Linked DNA regions of Drosophila melanogaster: region 2 is linked to region 1. A link is a contact called in public targeted proximity ligation data. All regions are on one chromosome and are shown on one strand. The core of a region is the stretch at or near the end of the contact, and the rest is flanking DNA. Distances in the headings are between cores, read along the strand shown. Region 1 holds the start of CG7768. Region 2 holds the start of lncRNA:CR46031 (long non-coding RNA:CR46031).

Region 1 (7,951 bases), core at 1,681-4,180:
CTTCCCAGTTTTCCCAGCGCTGTCAGAGGTTGATTAAAATCTGCATTTGTCTCGGGCTCTTTGCAGCTGTTTTGCATCGTCGCACTTATGCAATTATAACTGTAGGCAGGCCCAAGACAATGCCACAATTGCAATTTGTTCAATTGTCAGTGTTGGCAAGAGATGTGGGGATGAAATCTGTTTTATTTTCTTGGCCTAATACATGCACAAGTGGAGTATCTCCGCTGACGACATCACTTGAAGTTGCCCAAGCAAAATGTTTAGGATTTGGTAATCGCTCGAATTGAATATCTCCCCCCGGCTTTGGCTCTTCCAGTGGCAATATACACATGTGCATATATCTTCGCACAACATCGACGAAGGCGTCGACTGGAAACAGCCACCTACAAGGCATCGCCTTTACAAAAAAACTTCCACCAGGTGTCTGGCTAATAGAATGCATAAATATAGTAAATGGAATACAAATGAAGCTTCAGTCAGCAGGAAGGAAACAAATATATTCAAAGTGCGCTGGAAAGAAATCAACATTTGAATTTATTGAACATCGGCTTACTTACTGGTATTATATATGTATATTATGGTCTACAAGATGATTTATGATTCTAAAGGTGAACAAAAATATTTCCCAAACTTTGTAAACTGTTTTTAAAACATTAACATTACACTCCCAAGATGTTATGACTAAGCAAACCAATTTCTCTGTCATTCCGACCAATTAACCTCCCCCTTATGGACTTGCAACATCTATTCAATAGCAGCAATTTCAACCCATTTGGGTTAAACGCTTTCGTAAATGCCTTTGAGTATTTAATTCCGTTTTTACTTTGGTATACTTTAAGGAGCATTTGCATTAATTATGATAATTGCAACGTTTATGCTTCAATTCGTTGTGTGTGTGGGTCTCTTTGTCTTTGGGATTTCGATGGTTTCTGGGTCAACGTCACATTTGGGTTAAAAATTGATTTTCGTTTATGGCTTTTACTCGATTTTTTTTCGTATTATTTTTGTATTTTCCCTACATATCTCATTCGGCTCGGCTTTATGCTTTTTATGTTGTGCCGGGCCTCGACTTCTGATGGTCTTAAAGGTGGGCGTCAAAGGTGCCAGCAAAATTGTTTAATCGATAAGACGACCCTAGCAGGTGGCGAATGGAACGAATGGCACGAACCGCTAGACAAAATCCATTTTCAGTGGTTTTTTTTTATAGAGTGTGGGTGCGGAAAACGTTTTTCGTTGCAGGTTTTCAGTTGATGGATCGATCGGCGATAGTTGGAAAATATGAAAATATTTCTTAGGGCTTTTGTTATATTTTTTACGATAAAACTGGTATTAAAGTTTTTGGGAAAAGTGTAACAGTTTGTGTGAGGTTAGTTGTTTTTGGGTTCTTTCTTCTTCCCCTTTGTCTTGTACATCCTGTGAAAAACATTGCTTGACATTAAAGTGCTTCTTGTGTTGACTTTACATTCACCTCATTTCCATATCTATTATCTTGACTTCTGCTATTCCAAATCTAATAATAATTTGTTCTTTATTTTCCTTTATTTCCAGGTAAGCAAAACAATAGCTAAACACAAACTACCTCGAGCACTCTTATCTTACCAATTCCACTTGGTAAGTGCTAAAACGAACCCACAAAAGTGTTTCTTGTCTACCTTTTATCTAAGCTGAAAAATCGCCCGAAGAATTGGCCATAATGTGAATTTATGTTCCCACACACACTCATACACTCGCAAGTCCATAAAAGAGGCGCCTATTTCTGGGGGCGTGGCAGTGGGAGCAGTTGGCAAGTAGAAATCCTACGCTTTCCATTACGTCATGTTGGCTTTCCGTATATTACTTTTTGCACAAGGTTGTCCAAGGCGAACGGGGCGTTACATTAATGGGTAACTAGTCAAAACGAATCGAATCGGTTTCGAGTTCGAGTTCAGTTGGGGCTACACTTGTCTTGGCCAACTATGGATTGTATCTTTCTTGTCTTCGCTATTCGGTCGCACTACAATTTATTATAAGTAATGAGACAGTGGAGAGTCGAGTTAACAATTACGACCTACGTGCGAATAACCTTCTTTCGTTAAATCATCTTGAACTTTTGGCATTTTGAGGGGAGATTATCTAAGGGTCTTGAAGTAGCTTGTTTTTAATTTTTATTTTTATTTATGAGCGAAAAATACATAAAAAATGATTATAAAGCTTATAAAGGGAAAGTCCGTGCAACTTATTAAATATGCCAAACCTACTTTATCGAACATTGTGTTTACAACGTTCTCGGTTACTAGCCAATCTTATCGTACTTCAACCTTCCTTTATTTTCCCCTTATAACAATTCTTATGTATATGTATACCCAAATAGCAATTGTTGTCTTGGAAACTCACTAGGCCCTGGACTTTAATATATACACAAAATGTGCTAAACCCAAAGAAGTCGGGGATAGAAGAGTTTTAAAGGAGTGCTATGCGTTCATATAGACAACAAACAAATGAATAAATATAAATGCAATAGCAGCTTCTTTAAAACGTGGATAATTCTCACAGTTTGTATTTGCTTTGGCAAATAAATATTGACTATTTTTTTTGCCTAATTATACAAACATACACTCATCGCGTGGATGGATATATAAAGTTTGTACACAACTGCAAATGAAAGGTAAATATAGCCGGCTTTAAAAGTATCTGTGAGTTTTGCGTTGATTAAGGCGGCGGTTAAACAAATTAGAAGAGTAAATAAGGTCTGTAAGATTAGACACGGATAAAGGTATTTTAAGGACAATATTACCTTAAAATATCCAAATATACCGATCATTTGCAATGTATTAAAAATTGTGGAAGCCAAAGCAGGCATTTTTTTTTGCTACTGGATTTTATAAAGAAGGCTGTGAAATGAATTTCAACGAGCCCTTACTTCAGATCCCTGACTAGCCCAGAATATTCGTCAGTTCAGTTCCAGCTGTTCTACTGTACGGTTCTCTTGAAAGTCGTTACTTTTTTTTATCATAAAGCTGACACCACCAAGTTATCCGGTAAATATATTTCTTGTTTTTGAACAAGGCATCGTTCGATTTTAAACCTAATAGATCTGGCTTTTCTCCGAAAATTTTCGGCATCTGCGAAGATGTCGTTGCCACGCGTTTACTTCGATATAGCCGCAGGAGGTGAGAAGTTAGGTAGAATTGTGATGGAACTACGTTCGGATGTGGTGCCCAAGACGGCGGAGAATTTCCGGGCCCTCTGCACCGGAGAGAAGGGGTACGGCTACAAGGGATCACCATTCCACCGCGTCATCCCGAATTTCATGTGTCAGGGCGGTGATTTCACTAATCAAAACGGAACTGGAGGACGCTCCATTTATGGAAACAAGTTTCCCGATGAGAATTTCGAGCTAAAGCATACCGGAGCTGGTGTACTTTCGATGGCCAATGCTGGGGCCAATACCAATGGATCTCAGTTTTTCATTTGCACCGGGAAAACCACATGGCTGGATAATAAGCATGTCGTGTTCGGCAAGGTCGTTGAGGGAATGGATATCGTCCAGAAGGTAGAATCTTACGGTTCACAAGATGGGAAGACCAGCAAGAAAGTAATTATCGAAGACTGCGGAGCCCTCTGAAGGGTGTCAATACATAATAGTGCTGTCAATCACACATTTACACTATTACACTGAAATTATACTTTTCAAGAAAACTTTGCAAAATAAAAGGGGGTGCAAAAAAATGTATTTTGTCGGTTCAACTATTTACATCGCTCTCATATGTTACGCATTTCAGACCAATTCGTTGAATAATCCGGTGCACCCTGAACAGCCCAGTTCCCTGACTCATTTTCCTTTGATTTTTCTTTCCATTACTTTTAATTGACTCAATTTAGTTCAAGAGTTGCTCACATATGTCGCTTTTGATTCTTTCCACTCGATTCTCATTCTGTCTCCCATCACCTTTCCCTCAAGCCATTCTATCCACTTTACCCGAATGCACTTTGCAAATGTCTATTAAGTCACATACACTGATGAAAAAAAAGAATTAACCACCAGTAATACATATGTATATGTTTGGTAAAGTGCACTTTACTAAATACATTCAAAAACTCAAATTGAATCCATTATTTTTTAAATATATTCTGCAATATAAGTTTTGTTTAAACAAATATTATATTTGGAAGTTAGTATTTCTTTTCAAACCTAAAAACACCTGGCTAACTATGTTATACAATGTGTATATGTGTATGTGCATATAAGCCACTCAGCAAACAAAATTTTCTTTTCTCAAGTGCATGTAATACGAATTTCCAACACTGCTAAGTCACATTAGTGGAATTTTTCTATTGCGTTCGTTTTGCTTTGGGGCTCTGTTTTTTTGTATTTCTTTTCGTTATTTTTTCGGGCACCCAAAACAAGTCGCGGCTTCTGCCGACGTCGACCGAGGCAGCGGCAGAGGAGGGGCCGCGACTTGGCGCTGGCTTTTCAGCGCTTTCCTCTCTCAGATTGCATTTAACGCTTGCCGCGTTCACAACACTAGAAAAGCGGAGCAGCGCATCGAACGGTCGCCCTGTCTCTCACTCTCTCGCGCTCTCTCGCGCGGGTGTTTTGTTGTTGGGCAATGCAATTGCCAAGGAAAAGGAAAATGCAGCTGCTGCTGCTGCTCTCCTAAGCAAAATAGCCAAATTAAAAAAGGTTCGAAATTCGAGAAAATTAACCCAAAGTTACCTCAATTCGTGTGTTTTTTGTGTGTTACCTATTATCGATCGAATTCGCTTATCAGCTGTGTCAGGTGCCTTTGGCTCATTAACCGCTTATTTAAGGAAAAATGTGAAATCAAAACAAATTCGTTAATGACAGGGTCTGTTGTGAAAACCCGTAATCAAAGTAGCCTTGTTCGGCTCATGTTTCTAATTTTCATACCCTCTGGCAAATATATTGGTTGATTGATCTTAAATTGAAAAGTGCGGTTGAATCAGTTTGCCAAGTGTTTTATCGAAACATAAAAAATGGAAATCAAGTGTGGCATAAAATTGATAAATGATACAATAAATGGGACAAAATGAAAGAAAAAATAAAATAGCTTTAAACAATTCAAAGCAATTCTTCGTTATGGGGCGTTAAAAGTTGAAAAAACACTGACGGTAATTGATGAAGTAAAACGAAGAAAGATAAGGTGATCAAATTTGCAAAACCGGCACAATGTAAATTAATTGTGCTTTTTGTGTTGATTTTTTTTATTATTAATGGAGACAAGTTTAAGTATTTTCTTAAAAAGTTTAGTAAACTTAGGAAGATGAAAAAAAAAAAATAATATTGCCTCTTTAAAAATCAAGTCTTGTTTTCATTGCTTTCGGCAGTTTCTACATTCAAAGGGAATTAAATAAATCAAGGGCTTCCACCGAGAATAACGCATAGCAGTTCCAAGTTCATTCATTATACATAACTCGTACTTCTTAATTTCTTTTACTAGGCATTTTCCGTACCGTTAAGTTTGGTAGGAAAATATTCTTTCATTAGCGATGGTTCGTCAATTAGTAGGCATATAAATCTAACGGCACAGTGCCCTAACAGCACAGAAGACAACTAACCGGAACTGAAAACTAGCACTAAAAACCAATAAGTAAAAGGCCTAAGGTAGCCGCAATAACAAAAGAACGGAAAAGACCCTCTGATGACATCAACAAAAAGGGGGTGTACGAAAGAGATGGGACGAAATGGATGGAGATTACCATCCAATCCCGCATGCGTCCCGTTACTCTTGCTTTTCGGTTCGTGTCCACGCTTATTCACTTGCGCTTTTATTTAGTAATGAGTAAAACATATACATACATACGTATGTATGCATATATGAACATATGATGGGAGGCATTTTGGGAGCGGTTGGCTTGGGGTGACCGTATATAAATTCCACATAATTATGCGCTGTCCCTGACTCAAAAACCATATGTTCAAAATAAAGGAGGCGGGCGGATTCGGCGAGAGAATCACCCTCGGACATATGGCGAAAAACTTTTCCTTTGGGGGATCGGATCGCTCTCTTTCTTCGGTCCCTTGTCATTGCTCTTGTTTGTTGATTATTATTTTTTCCTATTTATAAAGATTGCGCCTCCCCAAATTCGCTCTCCCAGTCTCTCATTTTTCTCTCTATCGCTGGCGACTGCCTCGGTTTATTTTGCCCCTGAATTTCTGGTTCATTCAGTTTGCTTTTCGCGTTTCGCGTGCTTTAATCGAAATTTGTTTTTCTCCCTCGATTGTGGTTGTAATAAAATACATAATACACCATTTTAAATAATCGAAAAAATTAGCTATTCACTTTTAAAATTGAAAAATATTTGTGAGATCGCGGCACAGATTATTGAAGATCATAAAATCGGCAGGAAAATTAAAAATATTTTAAAGGATTGCATCATTAGTTTTTGGTTCTTTTAAGCAAAAGCTTTCAAGAAAGTTATAGAATACATAATAGTACATTAAAAATAATCAATGACAATTTTTTTTCAAGTTCTTATGTATATGATTCCCATATAATTGATGCAAAGTCTTTAAATATACATTTGTTTGAAATCATGAATATTTTATGTGGTACTCAGCATTCCTGATCCAATTTCGGCTAATCATTGTATATTTTACAACCTTTTTGTTGTAACTTGTTCACTTCACTTTGTTGCATGAAAAGTGCACAGCAGCGAAGTAAAATTTGCATTTAATGAGCTCCCCTCGTTCGACTCATCCCCATTTTCACCCCTTCCTTCGTCGACCATTGTATGCAAATCTTTGTGGAATTCAATTTTGCTGAAGAGTAGCTAATGATAATTTTCTATTATGCTGTTTTTGATTGCCTGACATGGGCGAGGAAAAAATGGTTGAAGAGATATGATAATCCAAAAATATTCAGCTGACAAGAAAGGAAAGTTTACTTCATTAGCAAATTAGTTTTAGTTGAATTGAAATCAGATTATTCGGTTACTTACTGTACTTGTATTGAAGGAATTGGATTGTATTTTGATAAGGGTTTCCAAATCATTTGTAATAAAGTTGTATTTTATTTATTTGAATGCTTATTTCGTAAATCAACTTGGAATCATTCAAAGCAAATAAAGTTCTTTAAAAAGTAAAATCTTTATCAGTCATGCCCTGCTTTTAATTGGCCCTCATATTGACCTTTATTTAAATTTGTATGTGATAACGTGAAAATGAAGCTTTGACAAGGGCACCTTAACTATACACGTCGCCGAACGATTTGATAAGACTAAGAATGATTCAGTTTACTAGACTACAAAAGTAAACAGCACGCCACAAATTCCAAGTAAAAGAAAAGCAAACTTAGCCAGCCATTGCATTTTCTGGTAATTAGAAACTAGGCGGGAATTCAAAACCTGAGGAACAAAATAACAATGAAAATAGGGAGAGGTTGGAAAATAGCTGTACGACGAGGATATGTAAAATTGTCTAGAATTCTGCTCAAAGTCTGAACAAAATAATTTTACGGTCTGTTGGTTCTAAAAAAAAAAGAAGAAGTAAAGAGAGGGTTGGCTTATATAATGTATACTGTGACTAGCACACTTAATGCCAGAAAAAAGAATGCTTTTATCTGTGTAATCTTCTTATTTTTTTTTTAATATTTCTTATACCAATGCAATAATAATGGAAGGTAAAAACAATTTGTGGTAGATCAGTTTGTGGCAGGAAACAGCTGTTGTATGTCGCGACTTTTGTCTCTTTCCCTTCGTCTCTAGCCCTCCTTGTCGTTTTCCCCAGTCTGTAAAATGGGGTTAGCATGTTGTTTCAGTTTCACCTTTTAGTTCTTTGTCTTAGCGTGGGCGGTCGTCCGAAAGGTTTATTGCCATGTAAAATGCAACAACAGAAGAAATAATTGCAAATGCAAACTGCAACACCAGGCCAAGAAATCGAGGTTAGACGGGGTAATTGGCACGAATTTGTTGCCAAGTTGAAATATTGGAAGTTTTCTAGGGGTTCGTA
Region 2 (7,951 bases), core at 3,056-5,555, 210 kb after region 1:
TAACTTCCGCTATGCGAGAGGCTCCCAGAGCGCCACCTACAGTTGATAATTATAAATGGCCTTTTTGCCGGTCTAAAGATTTTCCCACAGAACCCATGAAAATCCTGTAACAAATTGCTCGCATTTAGCGAACAAAATGCTGCCTTCTTTGGGATCCCCCTTCTTGCTTTTTCACATTTTTCTCTGCCCCTTTTTTTTTTTGTTGCGGTGGGAAAAATCTGAGCTTTGCGATATGGCGGCGGGTAGCTAAATAATTGAAATTAATATTTTCTGTTGAATTTTTATGCTTTTCAACAAAGTTCTTTAAAATGGAAACAGTTTATCGCGTTTTGCCTTTTTGTTTCGCACCGCCGTCGGTCTTCTTTTGACGTTCCAAATTGACGGGAGCCAAGAGGGGTTAAAAAATGCGTAGATTGGTAGCCCGCAGAATTTTATGCCATCGGTCTCCAGTCTGCGGTCGCTTTAGCTGGTTCCTCTCCTTCTTTTGATCCCCATCGCAATTTTCTGAATTGGCGAAAAGAAAAAATTGGATTTCCCAACTAGCGAGCTCCGCATATTTCATTTTAATTATTTTATTAAAGTCTCTCGGACGAAATGTGCAATTATTTAAAGTGTGTTCGATGCTGAAATGACGGATTGACGGCTGGCCTAAGGTGGTTATTATGATCTAATGCCATTTAATGATCACTATCCACTGCAATCCGTTTGCATAATCATAATCTCCACCAGCTGACTGACGACTCTGCTCGACTGCTGTGTGTGTGTGTGCCAAAAATAAACTTCAAGTTTGCCTTGGATTCTTATGCGTATCTTTGCCATCTTTACGTATATTATACCTGTGCCCTCCATCTCGTCTCGTCAAATCTGGTTTTCGAAATTGTTTTGTCATAAGAGCAGCACCAACTACAAACAAGGGTTAAGAGGAATGCAGAGTGGCAACAGCTGCTCGGGCTGTAACCAGTTAGAACGGCGGTGGTATACGGTTTATTATGCGTAAAATGGATAAGGGCGATGCAAGGACGAAGGATATGGTCGACTGAATGTGTTCCCAATTTTCAAGTCTTCATTAGGCAGGAAAAATGTTGACTGCCTTCCAAATGCAATGACTCACTCATAATAAGAGAATCAAGAAAACTACGGAAATTAGCACTCTTTTAATAATAAAAAGTTTTCGAAATTAAGAACTTGATTCTACCGATTCTTAAAAGCCCATTTTTATATTTTAAAACATCGAAATATTTTATGTCATATTAGTCAATGGTAACCCTTTATAACGATTATTTCTCTCCATTTTATTGTCACAGACGACAAATTCAAACTAAAAATAATATATCATTGAAAAATACAAATATTTATAATTATTTAAAATTTCAAGCATTCTTTGTAGTCCTTACTACCCGTATACCCCTCAAATGCCAACGTCATCTGGTTGTAGGGCACGTTAAGAAATGCGCAAGCCATTTCTTTATTAAATAAAGACCAACAGCATGTGCAAGATGGCCAAGAAGAAGCAGCAGTCAGAAACCGCTGCTCAAGACCCGGTCCAAGCTCCTCATTCTCCTCTCCTCCTTCCCCTTAACCCCTTGTCACCCCTCCGCCGCCCTTTTCACACCTTGCTGCCGTTTTGCATTTAATGTGTCATGGTACGATGCAGTTGCTGCTGCTGTTGCATATGTTGCTGCTGTTGCATATGTTGCAGTTGCAACTTGCAACTTATGCTGCTGTTGTCGTTATGTGGCAAGCGCCAAGTGTTGCAAACAATGAGAGAGAGTGGGAGAGAGCGAGCTGGAAAAACTACTCCGATGCAGCGGAGGAAAATGTGTGTTGCCAAGAAAAATGTGCGCTTAAATTGCAGCTGAGGATGGGAAGGGGGACAGGTGGCAGAGGGAAATGAAGTGTGTGCCGTTGCATAAATATCGAGCTAAAGTGCCACAAACGAGGGCGCGGTGCCGGGGGCAGTCACCGACTGAGGTCGAATCGCAGCTGCCACACACGAAGAACACTTTACAGTATAACATCGCTATAATTTATTACAAACCGTGCTCTAAGCAAACAAAGTATAAGTCACTAGTCAGTATTGCTTAAGACAATTTTAAAATTAGTGGAAAACTAAAATGTCAAACCAAAAATAGACTTCAGTTTTTAAAACAAAAAAACGAACCCTTCAATTGAAGTCGTAAAATAATAATATGTGTTGTTAACTTTTAAAGTAGGTTGCGTTAGAGGAGCTCTACTGTGCCTCACACACATAGCACACATTAAAAGCCGGCGGCGACTCTTTTCGAGAAGCTCGCGGCAAACTTGACTTAAACGCATTTTTTGTTGTTGTTATTGCTGTTGCTTGCATTGTGGTTGTTGTTGTTACCCATTTCGCAGCAAAGGCCTCCAGGTGCGTAGAAAAAGGAAAGCAATGGGAAAAGGGGGGCACGGAATTTGCGGCAAGAACGTTATGAATTATTTGATAGTTGGGTATATATCAGATTTTTACACAGACATATGCTTGCTCACGAGCAGATGTGGAAAACAACTTATGCACAACAGGCTTAGAGAAAATAATGGAAAAGGTAATGTCGTGGAAAGCTCTATTTATGATTACGTTAAATACAACACATAAAACATACGACTTACGCTTTTCGATTAAAATAAAAATATACTTTGTAGAAATGTTTATAGTTTGGCGAGCTTTGCAATCCAATCAGTTCCCATGGTCCCTATGGTAGTTCCAAGAAACTAACTTTGCTTTTCCACAAAGCTCGATTCATATCCGAAAAGATAATTTCCCAGGAATTTTACGATCAGCAGTCTAACGAAAAAATGCATCTCCCCATAAATTAGTTGTACTCTTAACTCGGCTTTATTGCGCCTTTTTTTTTGCTGTTGATCTTTATGAGTATAACCCAATAAATCTTTTTGCAGTTAAAAAGTAATTTAAATAAGTCCAAGATCCAAAAGTAAAATTCAGCCTGAAAGAAGATAATTAAAATAATACCAAGAAGTTACGGAAGCAACTAATTGGCTTCAGTGGAGACTGCTGGGCTTCGTTTTTATTATATTTTCTGCTTTAATTTTCAAGTGTGACATTTGTGGAGCTGTGCGGTGCTTGTGGTGCTTATATAACCCGGAAAGTCTGGCGGTTTTTATGAGATCGCCTAGCCGGCTTAGATGATGATGATGAGTTGGTACTTTTAATAACCCCGACTTGGAAATGCTTTGAATATGTCAAGAACCGTAGCGGCGGCCAGTACTTTTGATCTTCGCGTCGAGTGGAGTTAATTTGAGTGTGTTTTGTGTTTTGGCATTTCAGATATGTACGTATGCTGGAAATGCAATCGGCACAATTAAATGTTTTGCACAGTCCCGAAGAAGAATGGCAACATGGGTTAATTACTTGTACCCCAGAGAAAGGCACGCTCCGCTGCACATTTTAAGTGGAAGCCCAAGCACAAAAGGTTCAAAACTATTAAAAGTGTTTCTGTTCTCTGGTTCTGTTGCTGTTTCTGTTTCGGTTTCTGTCCCTGTTTCAGTATCTTTTTCTTTATCCGTATCTGTGTCTTTCTCTGCGTTTCCTCTGCGAGGAGGAGTGCACTCGATTGTGGCATGAACCGAACAACCTACCACCTGCCGGAGTTCTGGGCCCCCGACTTTTTGTCTGGGGTGCGATCTTTATCGGGGCAGGGCCCGTCACCTGAAGCTCGACTCTGAGGATTTCCAAGCGAGTGAGCAGAAGATTTCGAAAAGTAACGAACTAGAAGTTGGAGACTCTGCATTGTTTTCTTATCAATTAAAGCGTGACCTTTGTTGTGGTTTTATCTGAATCACTTGGGGAATTAGTTCGGCCAGAGAGTCGAGAGTTGGACGCCTTTATGGTCGAATTAGTTGGAGAAATCTTGTGGGTTCTCAAAGCCGATGACAGACCTTTTCGGGTGTTCAATGATCACTGCCAATAAATTGCGCCTTATCGCTGAAAAGGTTGTGATAATAATTATGACACCATAACAATATCAATTAGGTAATCAAGCGGAAAATATCTATGAGCTTCGGCACGGGATTGAAGAAGCAACAACCTCTAATTGAGTCAGAAATCATTTTTAGATCCCGCAGTAAATAATATTGTGGACAACAATTGAATTTACAACAGTTGGATTCCTCTTTTATTGGCATCCCGCACAAAGATACTGTGTCGACAGGTGTCCGAAATATTTGTATACCATTCGATTTATTCAAGTGTCTTTGAATTCGTTTCTTGTCTGGCAATAAAAGCAAAGTTGTCATTAACAAGAGGGGGAAGTGAGCAGCGCAATCGCAATGGAAATACCGAGCTTGTAAAAGTATCTGACGGATACCAAAAGTGTCAGTCAGGCCAGACAAGTGTTACATGCGAAGGCGAAACGTCCACGAAAAGAATGATAACAAGTGGAAAAGTACACAAACAGATCGGATGGAAATACAATATGGTTAAAAGGGAAACCAAGCTAAAAATCGAGTGTTTCAATTCAAGTGAAAAAGTGAATGAATAAAATCTACCAGCGTATGACAGATTTCGTTTCAATACCTCTTCTTTCCTCTAAGGTCAAGTGAAGTCAAATAATATCATTAATTTATTTAATTTAATAGTATAATAAAACACAAGACATGTCCATGTATATGTATAAAATGAACAGATGAATATTATTCTTTTTCATTCCCACAGAATCATCAGTTTAATGGATCCCACCAGAGTTATATTTATTATATTCCACGCTCCACATGCTCCACATATCTCAACATCACATCGAAATATATATCGGAGGGCATATCGTGTCCAGACCTTTGATGTGATACCGATTCCGTTACGGATCCGTTTTCTGGACTCTTTAAAAATGCCAGGCACAAAATGCCCCAGAAAAGAAATGCAAAAGTTGTATAAGAAGCGACCAAAAGACAAAAAATATCTTCAAGTAAACCTTATAAAACGATCTCAATTGGTTCGCTTTTTGGAGCTTTGGTATTCCCCCCCTTTTGCCAAATTCTCTTTAATGCGAAATTCGCAATTTTCGTTGACATTTGCAAATTCTTGTCACAAAAAGCGAAAAATTTGTTTCAGGCGAATTTCAACTATTCAGCTGCGGCCTCTTTTTCGCATTAAATGTTGGATTTTATGGCCGGATTGCTGGAGTTGCATTTAAAAGGAGGCATGCCCCTCCGCACTCACAAGTCGCTGCTTTTCATGCAAAAAAATTGAATGAAAGCTGGCCAACGATGACAGACAGCCAAGTAGGTGAGTTTGAGTTGAGTGTTTATGGTGCATTTGACACAGCAAATTTGCCGGCAAATCGCATCAAATATTTATGTTAATGCCCCCTCACAATCCCCTTTCCACCGATTTAAATGAAAGTAGTTCAATTCACTGGCAAAAATGTTTGTCCATGGCATACAAATTGTCTCCGAGCTCTTTGTTAAAGAACTTTTACTGGTCGGTGAAGGAAATGTGTCACAAATGAGCAGGAAAAGAAAAGGCGAGATGGTGCAAATGGGGAACGGAGAAGGCCAAGAGATCACCGGAGAATGACAGGGCGAATTTTTCAGCCTGACTTAAAGGGACACTGAAAAATTAACCCTAGCTTTGACAATAATACATTTTAAACCAATTATTGAATCTAATTGCTCATTACATATCCGAAAGTAATCTTTGTAACAAAGGATTAATGATTAAATGCTACATAAATGAAATAAATATATGAATTGAGTTCTTAAAACAGTTAACGGACGAATTATACGTTTTTTCGTCTTTTTAAAAATAATTTGTTGATATTTTTCTCCGTGCATTTGGCACGGCTGGCTAAGTGTGAAAGGTTGTGTTTGTCATCATCACGCTCGCTAACAAAGTAAATTGGAGTAGAAACCAAGTTAGTGGGTTGCCCACTGCTGATGGGGAAAAGGGGAAGTAGATTTTCGCATCAAGGGAAATCGTTTTCGCTAACAATGAAATAAGCCCACTGATCCATAGAAGAGTTCAATTGAAGCGTAATTATTGAGAGAAAATGCAATTTGGACAAAGTCAGATACGATTTGAATGTAAAAGCGTAAATGTTTAAAGGAAAACGAAATTTAAATCGTCTTATAAAATTATACAAAATATAAAATTCTTGAAGCTTCACTAATAATAAAAACCATAAATCTCTTATGTAAGAATATTTGGATATATAGAGCTTAAGCGTTTCCTTGCGTTTGATATTTTTTTGAAGCAATCATACTAAGAAAATGAGTGTGTAAAAAATGAATTTGGCACGTCTGTTGTTTTCTTTTTTCAAAAAACTCCTCCGGCTTTAAAATACTTTTACTCTTCGTTCTTTCAACGCTCGTTTCACTTTGCATTTTTTCACTGAACACCGTTCATTCACCAGAGATCAAATGATAAAGAACTTCCTGATTATTTCCACTTGAACATCGATCTTTCACTGATGGAATTTCCCAGTAAGATTCCAACTCTGTTTCTTGACTCCCCATCGCTTACCTGCCTTTCTCTCTAACCGCTGATCCGCTTTGAGCACTTTCGTTTTTGCATGGATTCCACAGACATATTTAAGAATTTTCGTTAAAATATTTAAACAGTTTGCTTTCTGTTTGCACTCGAAGGTTGTTTTTATATCTTTTTATATATGGGCCATATTTTGTCTGAAAATTGGCTTACGTCTCGTTTTGTCTTGTCATTTAACAGTTATCAGCTTTTGGCAAAACTGAAATAATTTGTTATGTTAATTCGTTGTATTATTATGTGCGTTTGAGGGAAATTGCACCTTGCGGCGCTTGTTGCCAAACTGGCAATCATAAACAATCACGGACAATTTGCATTGCCTGCAATTAATTGTTGCGCTCGAATGCGCGCTCAAAAGTGAAACGGAAATGCCCGAAAATGGAAATGAGAAATCAAATATACGAAATGTAAACAGTTTGCGAATTGCAATTAAATTAACGTTCGATTTCGACTCGAGCGTTACGTTACATTAATTATGGCGCAACGTGAATGAACTTGGCCAAAAAAACAAACTGCACATCAGTTACATATAATTCGCGCGAACAGAACGAAACTCACTCACTTCACGGTCAGCTAACGAAACTTGACGAAGGCGTGGAATTGGATCGCGTTAAGTGTATCTATATCTTACAGACGCCCTCTGGAAAACGTAGTGCTCGCGACGATCGCTGGAAGCGAACTGATCGCGCACTCGAGCTTGAGACCTCTGCGCAGCTACAGCTCTGTGTTGGTTGCCGTTCGGCGTCGACTTCGGTGGCTTGGGTCCGCGAAGAAAGCCGAAGAGAGTCGCCAAACGACCAGCTGATCGGTCGGTTAACTGCAGCTCAGTCTTCGTCGCTCTCTTCTTGCAATTCTTCTGGCTGTGTGGCGGGGGGTTTTTAATTGTCTGGGCGTCGAGCGATCGTATCGGTGGTTTAACTTCATTATGATCAGCATGTGGCTGAGCCTTCCTCTGCTGTTTACAAGCCGATGACAAATTTGTGATAAGAATTTTGGAAAAGAATCTGATTTAATTAATTTGAATGAGAAAAGCCAAGTGTAATATGATACCCAGAAAATTAATATCATCTCTTTATAGCTTTATCACTGCCTAAAATTTGATATAATCATCCGTATCTATGTACTTATTGTACGAAAGTTTTTAATATAAACCACCATGCTATAAAATTATTATTTTTTTGTATTGAGTGCAATTTTTTTTTTTTTCCTTTGCATAGGAGAATTAATTCCGTATGCCTCGTTTCGTTTTAAATTGTCGACCGACAGGCGGTGCTTCAAAGCGTTATTTATGGGTGGAAAAATTGCTGAAAGAATCAGAGAAAATATTTGCTCCTCTATGCAATACTTAAATTAATTTACGACTTTAATATATTTGTGTATTTCTTTGTTTAAGAAACGATTGAACCAATTGTTTTGTTTTCTATCTTAGAAGTTCCC

The links.
Region 2: a contact with region 1 is called in a targeted proximity ligation map of the Kc167 cell line, with 6 times the contacts expected there. A contact is called at or near these places in 2 of 107 Hi-C or Micro-C datasets (the OSC cell line and the S2 cell line) and 3 of 7 datasets of targeted methods (the Kc167 cell line and the S2 cell line).

Annotation. Positions count from the first base shown.
Region 1 is chr3L:14,215,274-14,223,224 of dm6, forward strand. It overlaps CG7768, which reads left to right and starts at 2,931. Exons shown (of 2, transcript NM_168584.4): 1 at 2,931-3,017; 2 at 3,072-3,701. The coding sequence starts at 3,110. The coding sequence ends at 3,604. The region is part of intron 7 of nuf (nuclear fallout); the gene reads left to right.
Region 2 is chr3L:14,420,196-14,428,146 of dm6, forward strand. lncRNA:CR46031 (long non-coding RNA:CR46031) reads left to right here and starts at 4,306. Exons shown (of 2, transcript NR_133239.1): 1 at 4,306-4,569; 2 at 4,691-5,731. All of the region lies in intron 4 of bbg (big bang), which reads right to left. lncRNA:CR46032 (long non-coding RNA:CR46032) reads right to left here and starts at 1,099. Exons shown (of 1, transcript NR_133238.1): 1 at 407-1,099.